Linked DNA regions of Mus musculus: region 1 is linked to region 2. The links are chromatin contacts, called in public HiChIP or PLAC-seq maps. All regions are on one chromosome and are shown on one strand. The core of a region is the stretch at or near the end of the contact, and the rest is flanking DNA. Distances in the headings are between cores, read along the strand shown. Region 1 overlaps Gm36920 (a long non-coding RNA gene). Region 2 overlaps 1700025G04Rik (RIKEN cDNA 1700025G04 gene).

Region 1 (6,878 bases), core at 1,011-3,510, 300 kb after region 2:
GCGATGGTAAATTGTTATTGTGGGCATTTGCATCAGAGGAAAATGTCAAGCTGTACCTCTGGAGCATGCCATCGGACTGGACTTTTTATTTAAAAATACCTTCTAAAACTAAAATGAGTTTGTATTGTCACGCGCCCGTGCTTTAAGATGCTTTAAAATTAAAACTAGGTTTCTCTAAGAAAAAAGAATAAGAAATTTAGGACAGAAAAGAAAACCTGAACAGTTTGCAAGTACATACTGCGTACCAGCAAGGACCATCCAACATTCTGCAGACATTGTCTGAGGGTGAGGGTGAGAGGCATAGACAAAGACGGAGGCAACTCGCCCATGTTCGGTGTGTCTGCAACCAAGCCAGTGAGAAAGCCCAGACTTCCTGGATTCTGCATACAAAGACAGATATGGATGGAATTCTCCTTAGAAAACCCACCACATATTGATATGACGACAGCCAAGGAGGAGACCCAAGCGAATAGATGCCACACTCTTGTGTTTACAGCTTGGAGGACGGCTGCATTCTTCCATCCAGTCATCTGGAGCCAATATGCACATTGCCTGTCAGGATACAGACCAGTGTGCCTCTGAGGCACCTGACTGGAATATCTATCAGCCGAGGAAGACGGCAGCAAGGCAGAAGATGACAACCGCTGTAACCGCCAGTGTTGATTCCCAGTCTCTTAACATAAGTCTCACATCTTGCAGTATGTGTAAATGCTTCTACGGTTTTGTAGCCTCTTAAGAAAAAACAAATCTAGATTAATGAGCTTGATAAATATTATTTGGCTACATGTCTCTTATTAATTCAGGCTACTAGCATGGGGAGAACGAGGGAAAGGCATATTTGCTTGATCGGGTGTCATTTGGAGCATTGGTTTTGTTTTTAATGCAGATTTTAAAAAATATTTATTTGTTTATATTTCCTAGCATTCTTAGCGGGAAGACTTGAGGGAGAAGAAAGCATCAAATGATCCCTCTCATTCGATCAATAGGCTCCTCCACCTTTCTCTCCTGCTTTCCAAAACCCACATAAATAATCCGAGAGCAAGTCTATACTAGACAGTACTGGCTCAGATGGTCCAAGTGAGTGTGGGGCAAAGCACAGACACCCTATGGAAAGTGTGTGACCAAAGCCAACAGAATCTGAGAGATAATTCTGAGAGCACACAGTCTGGTGTTTTGGTATTTTAAAGGGTGGGGGGCAGATGGAGAGGCCATTAAGGACCACACTTTAGTGTGTGGACTGAAACAGAAATGATGAAGACAACAGAGAGAGAAACAGTTCTGAGAGAGGAACGGGGTGACTGTGAATTACCAGCGTGTGTGCATGTGTGCGTGTGTGTGCGTGCATGTGTGTGTGTGTGCGTGCGCATGTGTGTGTTTCAATGGACAGCGGTGCATACGTGTATGAGGGTGCTCATGCATATGATTGGCCAGAGGCCAGAGGCTGAGGTTGGATGTCTTCCTCAGTCATTTTCCACCACATTAAGGCAGAGTCTTTCACTTGAGCACAGAGCTTTCCAATTCAGCTATGCTTGCTAGCTGGCGTGCTCCAGGAATCTCCTGTCTCTGCCTCCCGAACAATGAGATTGCAAGCAGCTCCTTACCCAGCATTTCTGTGGGTGCTGGGATCTGAACTCTGATCCTCGTGCTTGCATGACAACCACTTTACCCACTGAACCATCTCCTCAGCAGCTCCTAACCAGGGGTTTTATTGTGACAAAAGTGATACTTGCCATCTTCACCATTCTGTGTATATAATTTAGTGAATTAGTTACACATACATAGTTGTGCAGCTATCACATTCGTGTGTCTTTAGACCTTAGTTTCAAAAGTTACATGCATGAAACAGTAATTCTGTTTCTCACCACCACCCCCCTTAATTCCTGGATGGCTACTGTTCTCTGGATTTGACTAGTGTGGGAATGAATCATTCTTAGTGGAGGACTGCTGGGAGTTATATCCAGTAGCAATTTGTTGCTCCCCAGATCCAAAATTGCTCTGCAGTCTGTGTTCTGCATAACGGATAGGATTCCATTAAGCATCCTTCCTTCAGAATGTAAGCCACAGAGAGCTTTCCCATTAAAAGGCACTGGAGGGATACTGCAAACAAAAGAGCTCTCCAGCTTCTAGTGTCAGCAGTGCAGATGGGGGAAGATCCAGGGGTGCTCTGACTCAGGCACAGGGCCAGAGGTTACAGCTCCTTGCTGACACTGAAGCCCTGGCCTGGTCTGTTGATCCCTTTCCCAGAGCCTTTGTGTTCCAGCCTTTGTCTCTGCAGCAGCATCCCTACACATTCTATGTGCCATGTGCCAAGATCCTGGTTCAGTTCTGCATCCTACCTGGACTCCTGAGGGCTGCTTTTTTGCTTCACATAGTGACTTCAGACCAGCTGTGGCTTGCATGAAACAACAAACCCCTTGGACATTCGGGGACTGCATTCCAGCTAGAGAGAAGGGACTTTGCTTTTGTGTCTCTTTGAGTATACTCCCAAGGGTACCACATAGTGTACCCTTATATGACACTTTATTATTGTCATCATTTGACAAACATTTGGTCACTCCTTCTGTGATGGCTATTCCTGGTTGTTATCTTAACTTTGTCTAGAATTAACTAAAATTCAAGCCATTGATCACACCCATGGAATGGGAATTTTTTCTAGACTAAAGGGATACTATTATTGTTGTTGTTGTTATATTAGCTGAATTGGGAAGACCCACCTTTAATCTGCATCTTTTGGGGTGGGGAGATCTGCTTTTAATCTGGGCCACACCTTCTTCTGGCAGCCTGTAAAATGGACAGAGAAGAAAGACAAACATTTTTTTGTCTGCTTGCCCTCTCTCTCACTAACAAGTCCATTCCTTCTCTGGCATTAGAGCCTACTTTTGGGGGAGATTCTGGTGTGGACTGAAGACCAGCTGAGACATCCAATCTTGTGGATTGAACAACTACTGGATTTTTAAATGTTTTACTAGTAGACAGCCATTGTTGAACTAGCTGGACCACAGCCTGTAAACCACTCTAATAAGTACTTTCTGTGTGTGTGTGTTGTGTGAGTGTATGTGTGTGTGCGCGTGTGTGCCTGTCTGTCTTTGTATGCATCTCCTGTGTCTGTGTGTCTGTCTTTATCTGTGTCTATGTGTCAGCATCTGTGTGTGTGTGTGTATCTATGTGTCTGTCTGTATCTCTGTGTGTCTATGTGGCTGCTTTTGTCTGTGTGTATGTGTCTATGTGTCTGTATCTCTGTGTGTCTGTGTCTATGTATCTCTGTGTGTCTGTGTGTCTGTGGTATTCCTTCTATCAGTCTGCTCCTCTAGAGCACCCTGACTAACACCCCACATTATACGACTGTGTGCTGTTTGTTCCCTAATGGTTTGCTGCTCCCTTGAGAAGGGTCAGGATGAGAGAAGCAATCCAAGCCTCCCCTGCACAGACTGGAACGTGTGACCCCCCCCCCCCCACTCCAGAAGTGGAAAGGAAACTCCTGGCTGCTTCGGCAGCTCTGGTGCTGGTGTATGTCTGAAGTAGGACATCTCTTGCACTGGAGTCTGAAGCAAACCAGTTTCCTCAAAATTAATTTCGCCTCTACCTTTAGAAAAATCTCACATAATTTTTTTTGTTGTTGTTACTTGAAACCAAAAGGATTATCATTAACAAATGAGTATTTCTCTGCATTCTCGTAAACTTATTTTGAAGAAGGAGTGGGGAGGTAGAATGATTGATTCTAGTAAAAAGAAGGGAGGCACGCAGAAGGTTAGCAGGGGGGAAATACCAGGGATGCTAGGGCTCTCCGTTTTGTGACTCCCCCTTGCCATCTGTGACCCTTGGGGAACCCAGACAGAGGACAGTGAGGGATGCACTGGCCAAGTGCTTCTGCACACAGAGAGGAACATGGGGGAACTCCCACCATGGCTAGTCCACCCAGCATGGCAGAACTCCCACCATGGCCAGTCCACCCAGCATGGCAGAACTCCCACCATGGCCAGTCCACCCAGCATGACAGAACTCCCACCATGGCCAGTCCACCCAGCATGGTGGAACTCTCACCATGGCCAGTCTACCCAGCGTGGCAAAACTCCCTCCACAGTCAGCCTGCTCCCCTCCTGCAAGTGGCAAGGGAACCTGTAGTGTATGCTCCCTGGCCAGTCACTGATGAGGACCCAGGTGACCTCACATGACCATTACAAAGTGCAGAGCGGGAGCCTGGGCCTTAGCAATGGAGGCCTGGTGGAGGAAGCCCCTCTGGGCACGGTGGCTAGGCTGAATAAACCCCGTCAGTTAGCAAGGCGTGGTCTAGGGAGATAATCAGACAGCTTTTCATTCTATCGTCTGAGGAGCAGTGAGTAAGGAGGAAGAGAGAGGTGGAGCCAGCCCCCTTTTCCTATACTTCTTACATGCAGACAAGACAAAGGATGCATCAATTGCTACCTGCCTGAGCCAGATGAGACAGGACTCCCTTCCAGAATCCAGGCTGTCATTACCCAAGTAGGCTCATCCCCAGCCACCAGACCACTTAAAATCCCAGCTCTCCAGGGGAAAACAGACTTTGGTCCCCTCTCTGCTTTTGAGGGAGTATTTCTCTCTATGTGCTCTCTCCCTCCCCCTCCCCCTCTCTCTCCACTTATAATAAAGCATATTACTTACTGCCACTTGCATCTGAGGTCTTTCCTGCCATTTAATTCTTTAACTAGCAGAGAAAACCAACCCGATCAAGATCCTAGATGGCAGCCGTTTAGTCACAAAGGAGAGACTCTGAGAGGATCTATCCACCTTCTGTCCTTCTTTTTCTTTAATTTGATTTTTGTAAAATTTACTTTCCATCCCAATCACAGCCCCACTCTCTCCTCTCCTCCCACTTCTACCACTACAAGCCCCCCCCCACTACCCTCTCTCCTTCTCCTCAGAGAAGGGGAAGCCCCCCTTGGGTATCACCCTCCCTGGGACATCCAGTCCCAGCAGGACTGAGTGCATCCTCTCCCACCGAGGCCCAGCCAGTCCAGCTAGGGAAAGAGGATCCAATGACAGCCCCTGCTCCAGTTGTTAGGGGACCTAAAGACCAAGGTGCACATTTGCTCCAAATGTGCCTAGGTCCAGCCCCTGCATGCTCTTTGGTTGGTGCTTCTGTCTCTGTGAGCCTCCATGGGCCCAGGCTAGTTAACTCTGTGGGTCTTCTTGTGGGGTCCTTGACCCTTCTGCCTTGCCCAATTCTATCCCCGCCCCCACCCTCACGACTTCCCTAGCTCTGCCTAATGTTTGGTTAGGAATCGCTGCACCTGTTTCCATCCACTGCTGGGTGAAGCCTGACAGGAGACAGTTACACTAGGTTCCTGTCTGCAAGCATAGCAGAGTGTCATTAATAATGTCAGGGGTTGGTGCTCTCATATGGGGTGGGTCTCAAGTTGGGCCAGTTATTGGCTGGCTGTTTCCTTAGTCTCTGCTCCGTCTCTTTCCCTGTGCATCTTGTAGGCAGGGCAAATTTTGGGTTGAAGATTTTGTGGGTGGATTGATGTCCCCTTCCAGTTGAAGTCCTGCCTGGCTATAGGAGCCACTTCAGCCTCTATATCCCCTGTTGGTAGGAGCCTCAGCTGGGTTCACCTCCATATGGTATGTACTCACTTATAATTGGTCATCAGCAGGACAACCATGCTACAATCCACAGACCCAGGGGTAGATTGAAAGAGGGAACTGGGTGGGAGAGAGGGTGAGGGGGGATAAGGGATAGGTGTGGGGAGAAGGGAGCAGGGGGGGTGCTGGGAGTGAGAATGGAAATTGGCGGGGGTCATCTCTGGGACTAGCTGGACACCCTCTTTCATCTAGAAGGGAGAAGCTAGAAAATGCGTGTGCTTTAGAGAGAGCAGCAGCTCCATCCGTAGCAACTCTGCCATAGAGAATGATAATTAAATTGTGTTCAGATCAATCAGAGTGGATGGCAAAGTAAGAGAAGGTGCTGGAATCACTCAGAACAGAGGCAGGAGCGAGCAGCAGAGACACCAGCTGCCTCTGTGTCTGCACAGTGACTGTCCATCTGTGACTGTTCCAGCGGATGCTAGCGCTGCGTCTGTAGGGACTCACATCCTCGACATTAGGAAGGATTGTGGGAGAATCCCTGCTGCTCTGACCTCAGTCACATCTCCCAGCAGATTGATGGCATATGACGAGGATGAATAACTGGCAAGCAGTTAGGAAACATTCTGGAGTATTTCCAGTGACTCTCACTCCTCTGCTAGCCTTACCTAGGTCTACAGAGCAATACAGGTTTTTAGGCTATTTGGCCAAAGAAGTGAGAGTCACAAATTTCCCATTCCATTCGCATTGTCGGAAAAGCCCGGTCCCACCTTCAATGTAACTACTTTCTGCCTAGATCCTGCCATTACCGCCTCACTGATGTCTTATCCCTTAATGGCCTGTCCTCAGACTAACAGTGGAAGGATTCAATCAAACAGACGTCTGGGGTTGAGAACCGCCTTTTTTAGAAGTACACCAAAAGCCAGAAGACTTACATTGGCCTTCAAGACCTTCTACCAGCAAGATGATGAATTTATCTCTTCCTGCTTCAGGGTCTTTTCTTTTCACAGGCTGGTGTTCTCAAAGAGTCTACTATCTCTCAGCCTAGTCAATTTCTACTCATTCTCCTGGTCTCATAATGGTAATTTCCTCAGGAAAGCCTTCCTTGGATCCTCATCTTCAAATTCTCCAGTAGTCTATCCTCTTTGTAAAAGACAGGAACAGTGCAGTTTATCAGCTCATGTTTATGTAACTACTAGTTTAATGTCTCTTTTCCCTGTATACCGTATACCTAATAAGACTGAAAGCACCCAACGGATCATTTTGGCTTAGTCTAGCCTCAGGTTCAAGCAAGCCCTTTGTACAGAGACTCATGGTGT
Region 2 (6,205 bases), core at 2,544-5,043:
AAGTCACTGTTAAAGGAGAACTTCAGCTCTTACCAGGTTTTCTTGGTTTCTGGCTGCTATTTTCTGCTCCTCTTCTGCCCCATTTTTCATGTATTTGACCTCTTCCACGGGTTTGATCCTATACTCATCTGAATGACAAACAAAAAGAAGGAATTTTTACTCCAGTGACAGAGAAGTGTCAGCAAAGCACAAGCCCTACATTAGACTCTTTCCCATGCAGCTTTTACACGTGGCTTATCTGGAACAGTCTGGAAGAAGCCAGCATGGACAGCTTGGGTCCCTGGCAGTAGGTGCTCTGCCTTGCCTGTTGGAGGGCTGGCTGAGTAGTCCAACTCGGAGACACCCTGTGTGACCACTGACGTTATACACGCAGCAGACACTGAAGATGCAGGCGCTTCCATGCATCTGAAAGTCACTGGAATCCGGGCATACTGGGAGACACTACACACCAGCCTAAGAGGATGAGAACATCTTCCTTTATCCCTAGGAAACTACATGTGCAGAGTGCCTGCAGCAGCATACTTCAGCTGGACGGTCACACATTCATTTTTCCCCGTTTTGAAAAGTATAGAACTGTTTATGACTATAGAGTTGTACCAACAAATAAGACCAATTGGAAATGGAACTTTTTCATTTCAGGGCTCTTTTCATTAAACCTGCACATCTATACTTTTGTGTCTATAAAGTTACAAGCACAGAGCTAAACTATCAATTAGTTCTAAGCAGGTTTGGAAAGGTCCCATGGTGGATAGTTCAGAGGGATGTAGAGGGAACCTAGACTTGAGAAGAGAACACAAATCTCAGTCAGACCCTTCATGGGACAAAAGTCAGGAAAGCTGGCAGCCAAAGAAAGTCCTTCTCTAGGACAGAGCTTTGGCGATGACAAGGATGACATTTTCACCAGGTTCCTGTCAACAGGAAACGACTTGGGTACATCGAGTTTAAAAACAAGTGTGATTTTTGACTCATCTTTGGTCCAACTTGCAGGGGGAGAAACATCACAGAAATTATGGACTTAGAAAACTTCATCAGCAAATTGCCTCGAAAATGGTATGGAAGCACTTCGAAGAAAGACAGCTGCTCATCACTAAGTTTGATTTTATGCTAAGAAGCTGTAACATATTTTCTTAAGGCCTATGAGTACAGTGAGTATATTCCTTAAAAATGTCCCATACTAATATTCATAATTTGCAGTTTTCCAATGTAGTTGTAGTTTCTCCACCCTACTTCTATTATTAATTATTATTATCATTAGTATTATTTTACTTATTCACGTTATATCCTGCTCACTGTATCCCTCCTGGCCACCCCCTCCCACAATCCTTCTCCTCATACCTCCCTCTTCTTCTCCTCTGAGTGGGTGGGGACTCCCTGAGTATTCCCCCACTCTGACACTTCAAGTCTCTCTGAGGCTAGGAGCATCCTCTCCCAATGAGGCCAGACAAGGCAGCCTAGCTAGAAGAACATATCCCATGGACAGGCAACAGCTTTTGGGACAACCGCCATTCCAGTTGTTCAAGACCCACATGAAGGCCAAGCTGCACATCTGCTACATATGTGTGGGAAGGCCTAGGTCTAGCCTCTGCTTACTCTTTGGTTGGTGGCTCAGTCTCTGAGAGCCCCAAGGGCCCAGGTTAGTTGACTCTCTTAGTCATCCTTCCACCCTTCCTCTTAACGCAGTATTTCTGAAATCTAGCTATAGTTACATCCCCTTTTGCTTGTCAAATGTTTCTCTTGGCCTCATGAAGCTAAGGAGATTTGCATGTAGGTGTAGAAAAGACCCAATGTTCGTGACCAAGCCATTTGCATTGTTTTTTTTTCCACTTGGTAAATCAAGGTAGATATTGAATCTATTAACTTTTTCTTTATTTCTATTGTATGTTTGTGCATGAGTGTGGTATGTACATGTGTTCTGGATTCATGTGGTAGCCAGAGGTCAATGTCTGGGGTCTTCCTGCATCACTTTTTAAAACAGGGTCTCTTGCAGAAACTGGACTTTATGATTCAGTTAACCTGCCTGACTGGCAAGTCCCAGGGATAACCCCATCTCTGACTCGCCAGTAGTGGGATTTCAGGGGTGCACCCTTTCACCCAGCTTTTTACATCGGTGCTGGGGATTTGAACTCAGGTCCTCATGTCTGAGCCACAAGCAGTTTACCAACTGAGCCATCTCCCGTGACCCATTTCAACTTGCTTCTAAAGAAATCTGAGAAACTTGTATACAATTACAGTAATGAGCCCTTCAGGAATCCTAAGTCTAAAATGATCAAGTTCAGAGATAGATTTGAATTGACAAATACAAAGTAAAAGTATTTCACAGCCTGTTATGATGGCTCATGTGTTTTATCCCAACATGGAAGACTGAGGTGGGGAGATCTTGATGCTGAGGCCAGCTTATGCTACATGGTGAGTTTGAAGTCAGTTTGGGCTACCCAGCAAATGCTATCTCAAAATTAAGAACAAACAAGAGAATCTCATCCTCTGATTTGCTATTCAGATGAAAAAAGGAAGTTAGTAATACCAACACGTTTAATTAAGGATTGTTTACTCATGAATTGCAAAACACTGCTAATTAAAAAAGAACAGACATAATTATGTTCCCAGTATAATCATGCAGAGATCAAAATAAAGGTAAAAACATAAAAATTAAAAAAAAAAAAAGGCATCGCAACTTTGGTTTGAGGCACTAACGGTTATAAGTCACAGCACAATGACATAATTGCTAGGGTTTAATTGAACGAATGCATGCTTAGTTGAGCCTTCAATTATTAGATATAACAGCTATCACAATCTGGTAGACCCTGTTCTCCTCAGGGCCCCAAACCTCATGCAACAGGGCAGGGAAGATCACACACCAGTAGAGAACCCAGCAGAGACTTCTGGAAGACCAGGCAGCTCTCTGCACACTACACAACACAGGTGTTCCCCAGAAGGGGTCACCCTTCTTCCCTTGCCCACGGCCCTCTTCCATCTGGCCCACCACAGCCCAGTCTGAGCAGATGCTGAGCAGCACAGGAAACATTCACTTTCTTTCCTCAACCCCTGCAGGATCACAACGGAAACGAATAGACCAGCTAGTAATATATTTCTCCAAGGAAATAGAAAAGCCCCCGGTGCCATGACTTCCACAGTAACATTACTGCAAACATGCGCTTTCTTCCTTTCTTTTCATCAACTCAGAATCCTGACCAACGTAGACAGCAGGTAGGTTTTATGGTTTCCTTTGCAGCCTGGCTGGCTGTCCAGGGCACTGTTGGGACAATACAATGCGCCTAACAACTAAGGAGAAAACAAACATCTAGGACTATAAGCTTGGCTTATTGTCACTACTTACAAAACATACTATGCAAAATCCATCCTGGGGTTACACAAGAAATCAGCAAAAAGCCACAATTAAAAAAAAATAACCCAAATACTTAATAAAATAAACTAAAATAAAGGGCCCGTCAGATTTCTGAAGGCTGGTGCCTGAAATGAAGATGTGCATCTGAAGACAGCCCTCAATGAAGATGTGACCCACAGGAAAGGCTCTCTTCTTCCGGCCTCAGGGTGAGGTGGATCCAGCATTTTGGGTTATGGTGGCAAGACACTCACTATTGAAATCTAGATTTCCTTTTGTCAAAGGCCCAGGAGAGTTCATTTTTTTACCTCACTCCCCTTTTATCAAAGCCTGCATTGTGTGGTGAGGGGGACAGCCACCACTACAAGCCAAGCCAGTGTCCTGATAGCAGCAAGGTGTGGCCCCTTGATGAGCAGAGGCCGGACTGTCTTTCCCCCTCACATCTGTTCCCTTTCTTCTTGTCAGGTGGCTTATTAAAATGCAAGGCAGGAACACAGGCCGGCTGTTCAGCCCCTGTAAACATGTTCAGGCTTCCAGTCAAAACAGATCTGTGGTGGGATTTTTAGCATCTTATTCAAGGTAACAGCATAGAGAATTAGGGATTGTTTGGTCGCAGCCATTGACGAAAAAGAGAAGAAAAAAAGGCTGTCAAAGCTGATTCAGATTTTCACTCTTGTGGAAAACAACTGTAAGAGCCCTTCTTAGCTGAAGGAGCCTTCCTGGAAAGCTTCCGAATTCCCTCCTCTTCTATCTGCAATGCTTGTGAAAATTCTGGCTTCTAATAATCCTGAAATTAGAACAGCACTTATCTCCCTCTAATTGATTAAAATCAGGGTGAGGTTTTGTTTGTTTGTTTGTTTGCTCGCTTCCTTTGTTTGGAGACATTTAATTTGTTACTGCTTGGTGTATATGGGTGTTTTGTCTGCATGCATGTCTGCATTACACTAATGCAATGAGTGACCTTTGAGGCAGAAGACAGTGTCCAATCTCCTGGGACTGGAGTTCCAGAGAGCGGTTAGCCACCATGGTGCTAGAAATGGTACTTGGATCTTCTCAAAGAGCAGTCATCACTTTGAACTGCTGAGCCATCTCTCCAGTCCCAAAGACAGGGACTACTACTATTAAGGAGCCTGTTGCAGACCCATCTGTAAACCTGGGAGACAGCAGAGAGCACCTGAAGGATAGCACTTGGTGTTATGCCTAAGCTGCAGGTTCCCAGATTACCGAGGGAGCTGGTTCCCATGGAAACATCTAAGGGTCTTTACTATAAGCTCTCAAGCAAGACCCAGAGCAGCAGGTCAGAGTGGGAGCCTCTAAGGGTGCAGGGTGCTTGCTGTGGTTACAGCAAACTTGGGGAATTTCCATACAGATCAGCCAATTAATATTTCAAAAACTCATGTCTGATGTAAACTGCAGGATCTGAACACAAGGGCAGAACCACCTGACGCACAGGATGATCAGGTTATCTGTTCTCTGCAGGATGTCTCAGGTTATCTCCATGTACCTTGATCCTGCTATTGTAGCCTGGGTGTTGCTAAGGTGGGTTGTCATAGGGTGTTTGCTCAGGTGGACTTTGTGATTTTCTTCCTTGGATTGGAGTTTAGCCCCTGGTCTCCCACAAAATAGGGTTTTGTTTTGTTTTGTTTTTCAAAAACAGAGTTGGTTCAGCTTTTCACTCAGAAGGGTCAGTCCAGAGCTGAAGAGGTGGAGCAGAACCACAAGCATGGACTGCCCTAGTTAAAGATCCCGGTCCTCAGGGGGTTCACAGCTGCCTTTAACTGTACTTCCGGTGGACCTGATGACTTTCTCTGGTTCTGTAGGCATTCACACACATCACATGGCATGCATATACACATATAAACAGAATAAAAATTTTTTAAAAATCTTTAAAAGGGGGGGAGGGGTTGATGCTCCCTTATTCCATTAATGACCATCAACCATTTGAAAGTGTAAATTTGAAAACACAAAGATATGCGCGGGAGTCAAACTACTAAACTTTCTAGCAAGAACTAAAAGTAAACAACAGTGACACACACACACTCACACAGAAATACACACATATAAATATACACAAACTCACGAGTACACACCTATACAATCTTACACACACACTCAAATACTCCCACTCACACATATACACTCAAATATACACTCAAACACAATTACACATTCTGAAAGATACACATACACCCTCACACGCACGCACACACACACACACACACACACACACACACACACTTGAATGGTTTGCACTTGAAAGCTTATGTTTTTGCAGAAAATACAGAAGAGATGGTTTTCTTTTCGGCTTCCTTCCTAAATGTCCCTTTATCTTAAAGAGAGCTGAGCCAGATCCCAAAGAGTATAGAAACTCTCATCGTGCGTCTTGGGAGGAGACAGTCTTGTGATGTTGGGGGAGAGATGAGGCATTTCCTCCTATCCCGGGAAGAAGGCTAGAGCTGAGCCAATAGTATTAGCAGGCAAAAGGAGGTCTGATGCTAAACCTTCTCCTCTTCAAACACCTCCCTGAGCTCTGCAGGCCTCCAGCGTGCAGGCCTCCAGTGTGCCAGCAGATCAAGGTTCGCTTTTAATCATTCCTCATTTGGGAAACTCCTATCAAATATACTTTAGGTGCTGGGTTCTGTGATAAACTATGTAGGGGAATAGGGGACAGGGGTGTAGATGGTGCCAGGGAGAATAGCTGGGGGGGGGGGAGAGCCCCTACTCTGAGAATTGCTTGGGCATATCCCTCAGCACATAGAGCCTGAGAGCATCTCACTGCCAAGGTTCACCAGATGGACTCTAAATTTGGAACGGCGTTACGTATGGAGCACACTCCACTGGAGAACACAAACTGCCGTCAAGTGC

What was found. HiChIP or PLAC-seq counts read pairs in DNA pulled down with a chosen protein or histone mark.
Region 1: a contact with region 2 is called in an H3K27ac HiChIP or PLAC-seq map of VIP interneurons, with 4 times the contacts expected there. The contact joins two enhancer-like sites. A contact is called at or near these places in 1 of 15 datasets of contacts at CTCF or cohesin (pro-B cells), 7 of 115 datasets of contacts at active chromatin or transcription factors (the 230-238 cell line, DN3 thymocytes, VIP interneurons and 3 more) and 1 of 9 other capture datasets (embryonic stem cells).

The regions. Positions count from the first base shown.
Region 1 is chr1:152,280,856-152,287,733 of GRCm38.p6, forward strand. It overlaps Gm36920 (a long non-coding RNA gene), which reads right to left. Exons shown (of 8, transcript XR_001779484.1): 3 at 2,715-2,781. Among named protein-coding and RNA genes, the nearest start is that of Gm36920, 5.7 kb to the right of the region's middle. Within about 2 kb of position 2,261, at least 4 of the 459 cell types and tissues checked have an H3K27ac peak or open chromatin away from gene starts, as enhancers often do. A contact at or near this core is called in VIP interneurons, where this site is marked.
Region 2 is chr1:151,980,393-151,986,597 of GRCm38.p6, forward strand. It overlaps 1700025G04Rik (RIKEN cDNA 1700025G04 gene), which reads right to left. Exons shown (of 6, transcript NM_197990.3): 3 at 34-128. Among named protein-coding and RNA genes, the nearest start is that of 1700025G04Rik, 110 kb to the right of the region's middle. Within about 2 kb of position 3,794, at least 23 of the 459 cell types and tissues checked have an H3K27ac peak or open chromatin away from gene starts, as enhancers often do. A contact at or near this core is called in VIP interneurons, where this site is marked.